Linked DNA regions of Mus musculus: all the other regions are linked to region 1. A link is a contact called in public promoter capture Hi-C data. All regions are on one chromosome and are shown on one strand. Each heading gives the region's core, a stretch centred on a gene start, on an enhancer-like site or on the middle of the called end of the contact. The rest is flanking DNA. Distances are from core to core; before and after follow the strand shown.

Region 1 (4,666 bases), core at 1,382-3,881:
GAAGCAGGAAGCCCTGGCAGGACCCACTTGATGGGTGGGGATTCTGGGAGCCAGGTATGCAGAAGACCTTGCACTCTGGACCACCAATAAAAGCTGTCAGCAAGACTCAAAAATCACCCTTAGTCCACCCCAGCCTGGTCTCACCTCCTTCTCATTACCTGGCCCCTCTGGGTGGTGCCTCCCTTTCTCTCACGGACTAGCACTCTCTGAGCCAGACTGGACCGGTACCCCTGGGGACAGCTCTTCACTCCCTCACCTGACAAGATGGTGGCCAGGGCTGCAGGGTCAGCCACAAACTCTATAGCCCCTATGGCCTCTGCAAGGGAAGAGACAGGATGAGGGGAGGCCGAGGGACAGGTGCTGCTCATACCCAGTAACAGTGAGCGAAAGAAACATTATCCAAGCCAGGCTATGCGGTGCACGCCTGTAAAACCAGAATGTAGGATACTGAGGCAGGAGAACCAGGTGTTCAAGGCCAGCCACCAGCTCATAGAGAGCTCAGAGCCTGGACTACATAAGGTCTTAAGAGACGGGAGGAGATCATTCGGTTGAACCTAAGCTCACCAAAGTTTGAAGAATTTCATGTAAGCTATTGCTCTAAACAGTGGGGTATAACATAAAACAACGGTTTTGCCATACAGGACCCATCACCGGGGGCTGGAGAGATGCCATGGGGATTAAGAGCAGTCACACGGTTACTGTTCTTGCACAGGACTGACTGGTGTTCAGTTCTTAGCATCTACGTCAGGTGGCCGGCCTGGAACTCCAGCTCTAAGACAATCCAGTGCCTCCGGCCCCCACAGGCACCTGCTCACACATACACATCATTAAAACCAATCTCTTTTTAGAGGCTAGAGAGATGGCTCAGTTGCTAAGAGCCACTGGCTGTTCTTCTGGGAGACCTGGGTTCTACTTCCAGCACCCACATGGCAGCTCACGGCCAGCTATAACTTTAGCTCTAGGGATTCCAATGTCCTCTTCTGAACTCCATGGGTACTGCACTCACATGGACTCACATAAAATAAAAAATAGATCTTTAAGCCGGGCGTGGTGGCGCATGCCTTTAATCCCAGAACTTGGGAGGCAGAGGCAGGCGGATTTCTGAGTTCGAGGCCAGCCTGGTCTACAAAGTGAGTTCCAGGACAGCAAGGGCTACACAGAGAAACCCTGTCTCAAAAAAAAAAAAATAGATCTTTAAAATATATATTTATGGGCTGGTGAGATGGCTCAGTGGTTAAGAGCACCCGACTGCTCTTCCGAAGGTCCGGAGTTCAAATCCCAGCAACCACATGGTAGCTCACAACCATCTGGAACAAGATCTGACTCCCTCTTCTGGAGTGTCTGAAGACAGCTACAGTGTACTTACATATAATAAATAAATAAATCTTTAATATATATATATATTTATTGTTGAAAAGGAAGAATTAAAGCTGAAGTATGGACAGATTATAAAGACTCAGCATAACAATGAGCAAATGACTGTGACTGTCTTGCCCAGGGTTGCTAAAAAGGCCCAGAAGATGTCTTTTTTTTTTTAGATACAATATAATTGTTTAGGCCTGGAGTTCAATAGGTAAAAGGTGTCCAATTCACAGAGACCACTTGCCTCTGCCTCCTAAAGTGCTGGGATTAGAGGCATGAACCACCATGCCAGGCAAAAGATGGCATTTTGCTGAAAGTGATGGTTTCTCAGAGCAAAGAGGTTTCTGGACAAAACCCAGGTCTCTTGCAGTATGCAAGACCTCCACTTTGGGTCTCCCATTCTCACTCAGCCAAGTAGGCTGCCCCCAGGTCTGGAACAGGTACCTGTCTGGGGATGGGTCACAAGCCCCACATTTGATCCCCCAGAGCTAGGCTTGAGTTCCTCCAGAGGGTTCCGCAGGGTCTTCAAGCTTGGTGATTTTTCAGTCTGGTGCAAGGTTTTCGATCTGAGGCCTGCCGTGTCAGTGAGTGGACGTTGACGTTGAGTACTGCGCGGTGGTTTCTGTGCTGGTGTCTAGGGGGAAGGGGGAAAAAGCTGGGATTCAGTGCGGGGGTGGGGTGGGGATGGGGGGTGGGGGTGCATTGCTGACTCGAGGTGCCTCCTTGTGTCCAGCCCCTCCTACCCTCGGATCTTGGTTCTCCTGGTCCAGAGAGCGCGACTTGACTGAGGAAAAATCTTGGCATCTTTGGGAGAGTACTGGAATCTTGCTAGGGTTGGGAGATACACCTCGGAGATGGGGATCCTTATTGGTTTGGAGGGTAGTCATGGCGGCTATAATGGAGATGAGAGAAGAAGGTAGACAGGACTGAGGACCAAAGCAAATCACTTCTCAAAGCATGGGTGCTGATATCCCTGATTCTTTCCCCTTGGTCCCAATCCATGTGCCTAGAAGCCCGCACCGGCAGCAAGGCCGCTCTCCTGGCAACTCTTCCAGAAACCCTAAGTCTGCTATCTCGCCCCGGAGCTCCAAACTGCTCTCCTCCCTAGGAACCTCGGCAGGACTCCCCTCTAAGATCCTCGTGCCGCACCATTCCAGGAGGCCCTCCGGGTCACCTCTACTTCCTCGGGTTTTTCGCCGATTTCTTGGGTTTCTGCTTCTGCTTCTGCTTGCGGCTGCTGCTGCTTCCCCGGTTTGTAAAATACGCCAAGCTCCTGATTGGCTGGTACCCGGTGACTCGGAGGGTCGTGACGTCACACGGAGCCACCCAATCCGCAGGCTCCGAAGGCGGGGCCAGAGAAGGACTAGTCGCCGAAACGTTTTCTTGATGGGAGAACAACTGACCAGCTCTCTCGGCCAATCCGAGGACGGAGCGCGAGTGGCAGGATGGGGGCGGAAAGCCAGGGAGGATGCTGTTCTGAAGCCCGGGAAGGCCAGTCTGGACTGCAACGGGCATTACCGTACTCTCGCGAGAGCTGGAGCCAACCGAGGGCTGGCCCCTCATGAAGACCGCGGAATTGTGGGAAAGATTGGCCATCGAGACCACTGTTGACCACACTCTGAACGTAGTGCACGGCCGGGTTTTGGGAACCATGGGCACTTCTTGCAGGAGATAGGAGCCTAATGGGTGAGAGGGCTGGAGGTACCTGAACTGTTGGAGCCCAACGAGAACGAGGAGCCAAGAAATCCTGTGTCCACTCGGACCTCACACCCTGGTGGGATGTGGTCAGGCCCAGGGTGGCTGGAGCTCTGTTAATCAGAATTGAAGGGCTCCTCCTGGGTGGGGAGATCTCTGCATCTTCAGGTTTCCTTCCACCGGTCTGGATGAGAGGGCTCACCTGCTCCTTACTGGCAGGCAACTGTGAGGCTGCCAGATGATGGAGATGGGGGTGGGCAATGTCTCACCCCACCCCACCTGAGAGTGGCCTCAAACTCGCAGCTTCCTGCTTCAGGAAGCTCGGATTGCACACTCCCTGCATAGTTTAAAGGGTGCTGACCAGCAAGCCAGGAACATAGGCGTGCTTCCGGATCTCCCCTTCCATATGCCACTTCTTTTCACACCTACGGATTTTATACCTTTGAGCATCTATTCAGCTGTTTAGCCAGATGAAACAGAGCACACAGAGACAGTCAGCTTGGTTTTATTTTATTTTTTTAAAAGATTTATTTATTATTATTCATTAGTACACTGTAGCTGTCTTCAGATGCACCAGAAGAGGGCGTCAGATCTCATTACGGATGGTTGTGAGCCACCATGTGGTTGCTGGGATTTGAACTCAGGACGTTTGGAAGAGCAGTCAGTGCTCTTAACCGCTGAGCCATCTCGCCAGCCCTCAGCTTGGTTTTAAAAGCGATTGTCTTCCAAATAATTTCCTTGCCCAACCCCTTGAGTCGTTTTATTTTAAATATATATGCTTTTAGTTAAACAATTTATTTTTATTATATGTAAGTACACTGTAGCTGTCTTCAGACACTCCAGAAGAGGGAGTCAGATCTCATTAAGGATGGTTGTGAGCCACCATGTGGTTGCTGGGATTTGAACTCAGGACCTTCGGAAGAGCAGTCGGTGCTCTTAACCTCTGAGCCATCTCTGCAGTCCCCCAACATTTTTTTTAAAAAGATTTATTTATTTTAAGTATGTGAGTACACTGTCACTGTCTTCAGGCACACCAGAAGACGACATTGTATCCTGTTACAGGTGGTCCTGAGCCACGATGTGGTTGCTGGGAATTGAACTCAGGACCTCTGGAAGAGCAGCCACCATTCTTTTTTTTTTTTTTTTTTTTTCCGAGCCAGGGTTTCTCTGTGTAGCCCTGGCTGTCCTGGAACTCACTTTGTAGACCAGGCTAGCCTTGAACTCAGAAATTCGCCTGCCTCTGCCTCCCGAGTGCTGGGATTAAAGGTGTGGACCACCGCGCCCCGCTAGCAGCCACCATTTTTAACCACCCTCTCCCCAGCCCTGAAACATAAACCAGAGCTCATAAAAGCACAAAGTTGGAAACCATAATATACAAGCAAAAGACCAGTAAGACAAACAATGCCCAAACAAAGCCGTATGAGACAAGAAGTCTACCAAACACACCACTGAGTTAGTCTGATGTTGGCTATCTACCACTGGGCATGGGGCCCACCCCTAAGTGTGGTTAGCACATCCAGTGAGATTCCACTGGGGAAGACTAACTTCCTTTGCAAGCAGTTGTCAATTGGAGGTAGCTTCTTGGTTAGGGATGGAAGCTTGTGGCTTC
Region 2 (4,568 bases), core at 927-3,426, 270 kb after region 1:
AATGTCATCGGCGTTTCTGAGTGGAGGTTGAGTTGTTTGGATAATGCTGGGCCGGTAGTCTTTTTGAACCCACAATTCCCTTGCCTTTCCTCTAAGGTAGAGGGTACATCATGGAGGAACAGCAGAGCTGGGGTCAACCCACCAGACCTATCATCTGTGCTGAGAGTGATACCCAACACCTGACGGACGGAGGACCTGCAGGCTCTGTTCCCTTCTACAGCAGCTTTGCCGATAGGGGTTAGCATCCAAGCCAGGAGCAGGTCCTGAGTAATTCCCTGGCTTTCCCTTCTCCTGCCAAGCCTTCAGAAGAACCTGGGCCACGCTAGTTTTCACAAAGCGGGCTTTCTGATGGAACACAGGGAACACATCAGGGCGCTTGTTAGAGGTCAGCTCTCAGTGCTTGGGCCCCCTCTCCATCCACATCTTTGCTCTCAGCACATTCCCAAGCTTGGGGGAGGGAGGCCTCCAAATGATTATAATTAGAGCATGTTTGTGTGTGTGGAGAGGGTGGAAAGGACAAATGTCTCCTTGTGTCACATTCCTTCATCAAGGAGGACTTGTCCAGGGAGGAGGCAAGACTTTAAAAGCTGTGGGATTCTGTTGGGCCCTGGCAGTGCCTGCAAGCCATCCTCAGGGCAGCCAGGAGGTAGGTGGAATCATGGCATGGGGTGGGGGTTGAGGAGTGGCAGGGGAGGGACAGCAGAACAGGTCAGGTTCTACTTTGCTGTTTCTCAATGAGTGTGACCTATAACAATTCTTTGGTCCCTGTCCCCTTAAAAAGAAGGCTCTGTATCCAAATGCTCCTTGTACTTCTATGAAAAACCAACTTTTGTCTCTCCCATTTACCCCACCAAGTCTCAGCTCCTGGGAAGCAGCTGAGGAAAATGGGGATAGACACACTTTGCAAGCCCACAGGCTTCTGTTCCTAAAGTCAGGAGCAGCAAATGGTCCCTTCTTCCTCAGGAGCCATTGCCACCCTCTCATCCCGCTCCCTACACTTCTCCCCTCCCCTGAGCTGCTGCTATGGTTGCCAGGCATGGTTGCTAAGTCTCTGCATGGAAGGTTGGCGTGGGCTGTGCTGCCACTAACATTACCATGGTGAATCAGGGGACACCTGGTACAGGCATAGGGGGAGGGATCCCGAGGATGCAAGCAGCAACCCCCCAGAATCGAGTGAGTCCAAAAGGTGAGCTGCACCACACCATGCCAGTCAAGTGAACTAGAGCCCCGACCTAGGAAAGAAAGGCCACTTTTATCTTTTCTGTTGCTAGGGGATTTGGCTGTGCCACAGGAGCACTCTAGTCCATCCCCCTCTGTTAGGGTACAAATGTATTTAAGCACTCTATCTGCACCCCACATAAGGCTTGGAAGAGCTGTGTGGGCACGGAACTGTGTAACCCTAGAATCCTGGCTTCTGGGTTAGGGGAGCTAGCCTGCTGCTCAGGGAAGGCTCTGTGGGTGCCCAAGGACACCCATATTTAGAGTAGGAGTCGTCCTGCTGTTTGGTGGCCAGGATAGATGGAGTTCCGCCTCAGCAGAGAAAGCTGAGGCATACAGGTGCACCTTTCTGAGGTCTTGGGGGAGCAGCTCTCCCCCAGAGTCGCACAAAAGCTTCCTGAAAGCGGCACCTCTTCTCTGTACTGCTTAGGAACTGGTTACTCATCTCAGCTGCACCCGAATGCCACCGACACTAAAAATAGCCCGCTCCCCCCAGCTGTGGGCCAGCCTCTCTTGCACCCCAACCCCATGGAAACCAGCAGCGAGTGGCAGGCAGAGACCTTGAGTTCTGTTCTCACCACTCCCTGTCGGAGAAAGGAGTCTGGGCGAGCAGGCAGGAATAGAGAGAGCACTGGTGGTCAGGCAACCTGACAAGCAGGAAAGCAAAGGGTTAAAACTTCGGGAAGGATGAAGAAATGGGGGCTGGAGGAGAGGGCACCGTAAGCTTGGCAAGAATCAGAAGTCTCTCCCCGCCCACTCGCAGGTCCCATTAGGCTTGGGGGACCTGAGCAGTGAGTGGGAAGGGGCGTCCAATCCCAGGCCCCAGGGGGCGGCCGTGCACATGGGGGAGGAAGCAGCGCGGAGCCGTCCACGGCGGCGTGTCACATGCGCGCGCGCTCGCGCGCTAGCACACACTCACACACGCACAGACAGGCACACACGTGTGCCCGGGTATATATAGTTGCCAGTCCCTGGGCCTGCCGCTCTGCAGTGGGCGCCGGCTCCCTGGGTTGGGAGGGGGCTCACGGGGCGGGTGGGAGGGTGGGGGGCCGGGGTGGGGTGGGGCAGGATGCTGGATGGCCCGTTATTCTCCGAGGGGCCCGACAGCCCCCGGGAGCTCCAGGATGAGGAGTCCGGCAGCTGCCTCTGGGTGCAGAAGTCCAAGCTGTTGGTGATTGAAGTGAAGACTATTTCCTGTCATTATAGTCGTCGCGCTCCTTCTCGACAGTCCATGGACATCCAGGCCAGCTACTGGGCCCGTGGGCCCCAGAGCCGCACGTGAGTGAAGGAGGGGTGAGGGGCAGCAAGTGGTGGGGCGGGAAGTGGGGTCCAGACCTCCCCGCTGGCACCAGCAATTGCTGCTGTTCCCTTCTCTTTCCCGCGCCTCCCTCCCCCCACTCGTCGAGGACTGGGGCCTGAATCATTGAGCGCTGTTTAGGGGGACAGGAGTACTAGTGGCAGGCGGTGAGATGGGGGCAGTCGCTGTTAAAGTGTGCATGGAGAGATGGCGAGGAGTCTCATTTCGACTTTAGCCCTAACATATACGCACGTGCACTCGCTCAGACACTCACACGAACCCTCCCACATGGCTGCCCCAAGTGGTCTCCAGTGCTCCCAGCTCCCCGGACCTCGGCTCTCTGTCCCCGCAAACTGCTCACCTGGGTTCCTGCTCATTGTCCCAGGTGTAGGCTGCGCCCGGGATCCCCTGAGCCGCCACCCCGCCGACCCTGGGCCTCCAGGGTGCTGCAGGAGGCAACCAACTGGCGGGCGGGCCCCCCCGCCGAGGTCCGAGCCCGGGAACAAGAGAAAAGAAAGGCGGCGTCGCAGGAGCGGGAGGCCAAGGAGACCGAGAGAAAAAGGCGCAAGGCTGGCGGGGCCCGACGGAGTCCCCTAGGTCAGCCCCGCCCAGAGCCCCGGAACGCCCTTCGGGCAGCCCAACCTACAGGGTTTCCAGTTTTCTCCAGACCAGAGCGCTTCGGGCAGGTGGGGCGAGCGCCCCGACCATCCGTGCTCCCGCAGGGTGACCCAGGGGTTGCATGGGCGGGGCCATGGGGAGGCAGAAGGCCAGGGCCCCCTAGCTACGAGGCTCACCTGCTGTTGAGAGGCTCTGCAGGCACAGCCCCAAGGCGCCGCTGGGACCGGCCGCCACCCTATGTGGCTCCACCTTCTTATGAAGGTCCCCACAGGACCCTGGGGACTAAGCGAGGCCCGGAGCTCTCCCGGGCGCCCACCTCATCAGCCCCAGTTCCAGCCACCACCAGGACAGAGGGAGGGCGCACGAAGAAGAGGCTGGATCCTCGAATCTACCGGGATGTTCTAGGAGCTTGGGGTCTCAGACAGGGACGGGGACTCTTAGGAGGTGCTCCAGGCTGTACAGCAGCCAGAGCTAGGCCAGAGTCTTGCAAAGGGGCTATAGAGAAAAGCTCAGGCCTAGTTGCTGCTGGCCTGAACAGTGCTGGCGATAGTCATTCCCAAGGCAAAACGACTGGCGGTCCAGGCACGGACGCAGCTCTCTCTAGGTCCGCGATCAGCAGCCCACCTCGTCCTGTTCCCAGGTCCAGGCAGCACCTCAGGGGGTCAAGGAAAGGGAAAGAAGGAAGTGAGCAGATATGGCTTCCCACGTGTTGGCTTGCCTCCCCTAAAAAGCCTCCAGTTAGGCACAGCCAGACGCTCCCTAGACCCTGGGCTCCTGGAGGCACCGGGTGGAAAGAGTCCCTGGGTCAAAGAGAGGGGGCAGAACATGAGACCCTGGAAGTTTGGAAGGTGACCCGCCGTGCCCACACCCTGCCCCGCATTTCCCGAGGTCCCGCTGGTAGAGAAGGCATCTTTGTCATTGACGCCACATGCGTGGTGATAAAGTCCCAGTACGTTCCGACCCCTCGAACCCAGCAGGGTCAGCTCGTGCCCTCTGGGGAGTCGTGCAGTGTGAGCGACAGCCTTAGTCAACCCAAGCCCTGTCACGAGGAGGAGGGCGAGGGGGCCGCTGCCAACCCTTCAGTTTGCCAAAAGCGACTGTTGAGCAGTCGAGTCTTAAACCAACCGAGCGAGGGTCGCGAGTGCGAGGCCGAGGTCGGACAGCAGGGGGATTCTTCATTGGAGGAGCGCTCCTCCAGCGGTTTGGGGTTCCCTGTCGGAGAAGTGAACCCGCGAGACGCCCCCACGCAGCCAGGTAGCCAAGAGCACCCGACCTTAGGCCCAGCGGCTCCGGTATGCGCCGGCAGCTTGAAGGGCTCAGAAGCGGCTGGTGTCCCGCGGCGCGCGGGCGGGGGCTGGGCGCGGACTCCAGGGCCCTACGCCGGGGCGTTGCGAGAAGCCGTGTCCCGCATCCGCCGCCACACCGCCCCAGATTC
Region 3 (4,578 bases), core at 8-2,507, 400 kb after region 1:
ATGACTGGCTTATGAGCAAAGCTTGGGGTTGTTCGAGAAGGGACCTCAAGACAACCGTGAGCCAGGGCTGGTGTTCTCTGTCTGAATTTCAGGCCTGAGGCCTGAGGCAAGAAGATGGGCTATATACGGCAAGTTCCAGTGTGATGTTCTCTAAAAAAAATAAAATAAAATAAAATAAAATGAAAGAAAGAAACCAAACCAACAGAACAGGGTAAGGGGAACCCTAGGTTGTTCTCAAGTTTGCCCTAAACTGCCCCTCCCCCAATTCTCTGGAGGCCTCACGGGACTTCCTTGGTGGCCAGTGGCTTATATGAGCTGTGTACTTCCATAGCTCTGTCTAGTAGAGGGGTCTGCAGAAGCCGTGGAGGCTTGCAGGCTAGGGCCAGTCGGCGGCAGTTTGTAGTTTATCTCAGTCTACAATGATTGGTTTTCAATTTCTAATCCCTGAGGCCCAGCCCTGGCATCCAGGCTGGACTCTCACTAGGTGACACTATCAGTGCGTCAGAATCCGTGGCTATCAGCCTGGAACTAGACCTGCCCTGGATTCATCTCGGACACTGAAGCCAGGCCACAGAACAAAACACCTTCACTCTTGCTTGCCAGGCCTGGCATGAGCTGGCTCCTGGCTGGCAGAAAGCAGCTTGTTTGGTCTTTCTCTCTCCTGTTCCTACTTGAAAGACGCCCTCCTTTGTTTTCTTTGCCTATCTCTGGGTCAAGTTATTTTTTGTTTGTCTTGTTTTGTTTTCTTGGTTTGTTTTGGGGAAGGCGATTCCTGAGGAAGGGAGTCGGGCTGTAAAAGAGGGGCAGCAGAGACTTCTATTAGGAGATCCCAGAAGTGGAACCAGTGTGAATAGGAACTATATAAAATTAAGGAGTCACCCTCTCCCCCGAGAGATGCCACCCACCTGTCCATAGTTTAGGCAGGTCCTGCTGTCTTCCTGGGACAGACAGCCTGATTCTATAGCTCTTTGTGGGTCTTGACACTAACTCATAGACACTCAGAGATCACTAAGTTTTACTTCCAGTCCCCTCCTGACCTCCTAACAGCAACACAAAAAGCGTGGGAATCCCCTTCCAAGAGGAAGCCACCGTGCAGCTTTAACAGAAAGGGAAGGGAGGAAGAGGGCGCTGACTCGGAGTCTCCTACTATTGGCTGCAGCAGGGGATCCCACCTTAGGGATTGGCCTGGACAGAGTCCGCCTCCTCTTGTGATTGGATCAGTCTGAGACTTATAGCGGAGCCTTACGAGCCTCCGCCTCAGTCGGAGGCAGGCAGGCAGGGAACCCGCGCTAGTGTGCTAGTGCGGACACTTGAGGCGCGACCTCCTCCTCCCTGAACCCGAGTCCACGTCCCTCCGAGGCTGCAGCCATGAAGGAGAGACGGGCACCGCAGCCAGTGGTGGTCAGGTGTAAGCTCGTCCTGGTGGGAGACGTGCAGTGTGGGAAGACGGCGATGTTACAGGTGCTAGCGAAAGACTGCTATCCCGAGGTGAGCTTCCCTGCCGTCCCGGGGTCGATCCCCCACCTGTCCGGGACAGCGCTCTCCACCACCCGCAGGCCGCCCCACCCTGCCTTGCCTTCTGGCTGGAGGACTGCCCTGTCTTGCTTCCCTAGAGACCTGACCCACTTCTGCCGCCCGGTCGGCTCCTCCTCACCTCTTTACCCATCATATCCCCTCCCACTTGCCTTCATCCCTGAGACCTGGAGGCTCCCGAGAGCTTGGGCTTCATTCTTGACGCAGTACCTGCCTGCCCCTCCTATAAGGCTCTGTGAGGGTGCCCTCCCCAACCCCCCCCCCCCCCCCCGCGCAGGCTTCTGCTGTTTTGCCTGTTCACCTGTGCCAAAGGACTAGAGGGCAGAAGACAGAGGTTAAAACTGGCTTGTGGCTCTGAAAAATGGGACACACATTTAGAGATGTGAGGAAAATGCGAATGTATGTGTCTCAGACTAGCTAGGATGTAGGGGGTTTGTCCCAGGCTGGGGAGCGAAGGCCAATACCTCTACAGTCCCCAATGGCTCCCCCTCCTCTGGCTTCTCGCCATCTGACACTTTGGTGTTTCTCGGCGCATGTGTAGCCAACGCTTGGTGTGGGGTTCTGAGGGCATGCTGCTGCCGGGGTGTGAGTGTTTCCTGTCTCCTCGCAGACCTATGTGCCTACCGTGTTTGAGAATTACACAGCCTGTTTGGAGACAGAGGAACAGAGAGTGGAGCTTAGTCTCTGGGACACCTCAGGTAAGAGTGTACCCCCAAATGCCCCATCCTACCACCATTGGCTAGCCGCAGTTGCTGCTTTTTTAAGGGGGGGGGGGCTGGGAATCCACCTTTGAAGATAGGTGCTTGCCAGGAAAGCGAAGGAAAGAATGTAAAAAATTCTTTGGTTGGGGCTTTGATGATTTTAGAGGATCCTGGAAGGCAGTGAACAAGCCTGGGTGCCACTTGGGTCTCTGGTCTAGTTCACCTCTGGATGGTGAGGTGAAGGGAGCCCTGAGAACTCCCCGGGAGTACCAGACGTCTCCTCTGTCTCTGTCTCTCTCCTCTCCCTTCCTCTCCCTCCTCTCTCCCTCTCTCTCTAGTTCTCCAGAGCAAAGTTAAATGAGGTAGGAGGGTGCTGCTGGAGGCAGCTGTGGCGGGGCAGAGAGCCACCCTCCCGCCCCGCCGGCTTTGGAGGGAATATCACTCTCCTGCATCTCAAGCCGAAGCTGTCTGCTTGCCGCAACTCAGAGGCTGCGGCTTAGAGACGATGATGAAGCGATGCATCATCGATGCTTTTTTTTGGGGGGGGGGCAGTAAATGTAGGGCATGTCCACACTGGGTTAGTGTCCAGTTGAGCACATGGGGGTCTAGTTCTTATCATTTCTCCCTGGGCTGGGGTGAGTTGGAGATGCCCTGTCTATCTTTTGGAAATGTAGAAAGCAATGCTTTCCCTACTCTCCGCTCCCAAGCCCTTTAGAGCTCAGCTTTGCTTCTGAGCCCTTCCCACTTTCTCTACCCCAGCCCCTCTTTTTAACCGTCTGTCTCAGACATCCTTAAAGAGTAAGTGCCAGCCATGTGAGAAAGAAAAGAAAAATCCATGCTTTGCCAAAAAGGATATTTTCTACGTGCTCAGCCCGAGTTTCTGGGGAAGCTGGAGAGCACCAAGGTTCTCCTGCATGTGTGGTAGATGTGCCACCCAGCTTCTGTGAAGGATCCTGTGCTGCTTCTCCAACTGTAAGGTCTGGGAAGACCGGGGATAAGGAATGGGAAAACAGAAAACGATAGATATTTCTTTCGCTCTCCCCACAACCAAAATTCCTCAGGCGGGTCCACGGTCCCCCGTTGCAGTTCCAGGAAAGGGGAGGCAGGGTTTCTGGTTATCCTGGACTGTGCTGTGCTGGCTGGATCGGACCAGAATGCAGCGTGGCTGCGTGATGTATGGGTTTTCTCCTGCTGTATCCTCCCACCTTCCAATCCTCCCTGAACCTTGCTGCGGCTCATCTCTCCTCATTACCACCCTCGATGCCCCCACCCCCACCCCCACAGTCCTTCACTCCCAACCCAGATAAAGGAAAACCAGCCAGGATGGTCTTTTTACCCTAGGTCACACCCCACCCCCTCATTTCAAAAGGCTGGAAGGCAATCAGTTAGCCTTGTTTTAAACTAGGTCCCTGTAAGGACAGAGGAAATGACTGTGTAGGGTGGAGAGCCTCACTACCTTTGGTCTGGGGTTGAACCTGTTTCTGTTATTCACTTGCTGGCCTTAGGGGAGGGGGATTGCTTGGAGCCAAAATGGAGACCCGCTCCTCTCCCCCTCCCCCAGTACCGCAGCACTCCCCTGCCTCAGTGCTGCTGTAGATCAGCCCCCACCTCACCTCAGTAAGAGATGGGGGTGGCTTGCTGAAGGAGCAGGCAGCTATCCAACTCCCCCTTACTTCTTCTTTTTTATGACCGACACCCCCACCTCAGCTTGGATTCCCCCCCAGTTTCCATGGTGATTGCAGTACAGGGAGAGGGGCTGCTTGCTATTCTAAGCACGGATTGTCTGGATTCCAAATCTGCTACTGTTCCTTACCCAGGGTGGAGGGGGCCAGGCTCAGCTCCTAGCATTCACCCCATTAGACCCTGGGTCTGAATTGCCTTCTTCCCCTCTGCCAAGGATCCTTGCTCTGGCCTCTAACTCCGCAGCTATTGGTGTTTCTGCTCTTTGAGATCACCTCCCTGAGGTCTGAGGGGTGGGGGCCACCATATTCCCTTTGCTCTTTTCCGTGTAAGCTGACTTGGGTGGGTAAGGAATAGAACACTAAATTCTGGATGCCCCCCCTCCCCGAAGTTCTGACCCCTGAGGTAAAGAATCAGGGCAGCCAGTTATGTAACAGGCAGGGCTATTTCTTCACTGGGAGACCCTAGAGCAGGAGAATGAAGCAGAGGTTGGGCAGCAGGCAGGCTCTGGTGAAGGGAACCTGAGTCAAATCCTTGTCTTTCCATAGGTACTGGCAGCATCTTCTGGGATGCTCTGGTATGAATACATCTTAAACCCACTGTAGGAAACCCAGACACGGTCAGAGTGACTCCACCCTCTGCTCACCCCGCTTTTAGGACCAAG

Evidence for each region. Promoter capture Hi-C pulls out the DNA fragments that hold promoters and counts their contacts.
Region 2: a promoter capture Hi-C map of pre-B cells shows a contact between it and region 1, with 3 times the contacts expected there. The contact joins the promoter of Ddn here to the promoter of Troap in region 1. A contact is called at or near these places in 8 of 39 promoter capture datasets (embryonic stem cells, liver, pre-B cells and 1 more), 2 of 484 Hi-C or Micro-C datasets (both in embryonic stem cells), 1 of 115 datasets of contacts at active chromatin or transcription factors (embryonic stem cells) and 1 of 9 other capture datasets (liver).
Region 3: a contact with region 1 is called in a promoter capture Hi-C map of neural stem cells. The contact joins the promoter of Rnd1 here to the promoter of Troap in region 1. A contact is called at or near these places in 3 of 39 promoter capture datasets (cranial neural crest, maxillary cranial neural crest and neural stem cells), 1 of 484 Hi-C or Micro-C datasets (B cells) and 1 of 115 datasets of contacts at active chromatin or transcription factors (pancreatic cancer cells).

Annotation. Positions count from the first base shown.
Region 1 is chr15:99,072,938-99,077,603 of GRCm38.p6, reverse strand. It overlaps Troap (trophinin associated protein), which reads right to left and starts at 2,631. Exons shown (of 14, transcript NM_030159.1): 1 at 2,512-2,631; 2 at 2,106-2,254; 3 at 1,807-1,996; 4 at 159-316; 5 at 1-75. The coding sequence starts at 2,249. Gm34284 (predicted gene, 34284) reads left to right here and starts at 2,935. Exons shown (of 3, transcript NR_155351.1): 1 at 2,935-3,048.
Region 2 is chr15:98,805,533-98,810,100 of GRCm38.p6, reverse strand. It overlaps Ddn (dendrin), which reads left to right and starts at 2,176. Exons shown (of 2, transcript NM_001013741.1): 1 at 2,176-2,496; 2 at 2,901-4,568. The coding sequence starts at 2,288. B130046B21Rik (a long non-coding RNA gene) reads right to left here and starts at 3,786. Exons shown (of 3, transcript XR_003951472.1): 1 at 2,877-3,786; 2 at 1,779-1,865; 3 at 1-1,232.
Region 3 is chr15:98,674,140-98,678,717 of GRCm38.p6, reverse strand. Rnd1 (Rho family GTPase 1) reads left to right here and starts at 1,257. Exons shown (of 5, transcript NM_172612.3): 1 at 1,257-1,488; 2 at 2,144-2,231. The coding sequence starts at 1,369.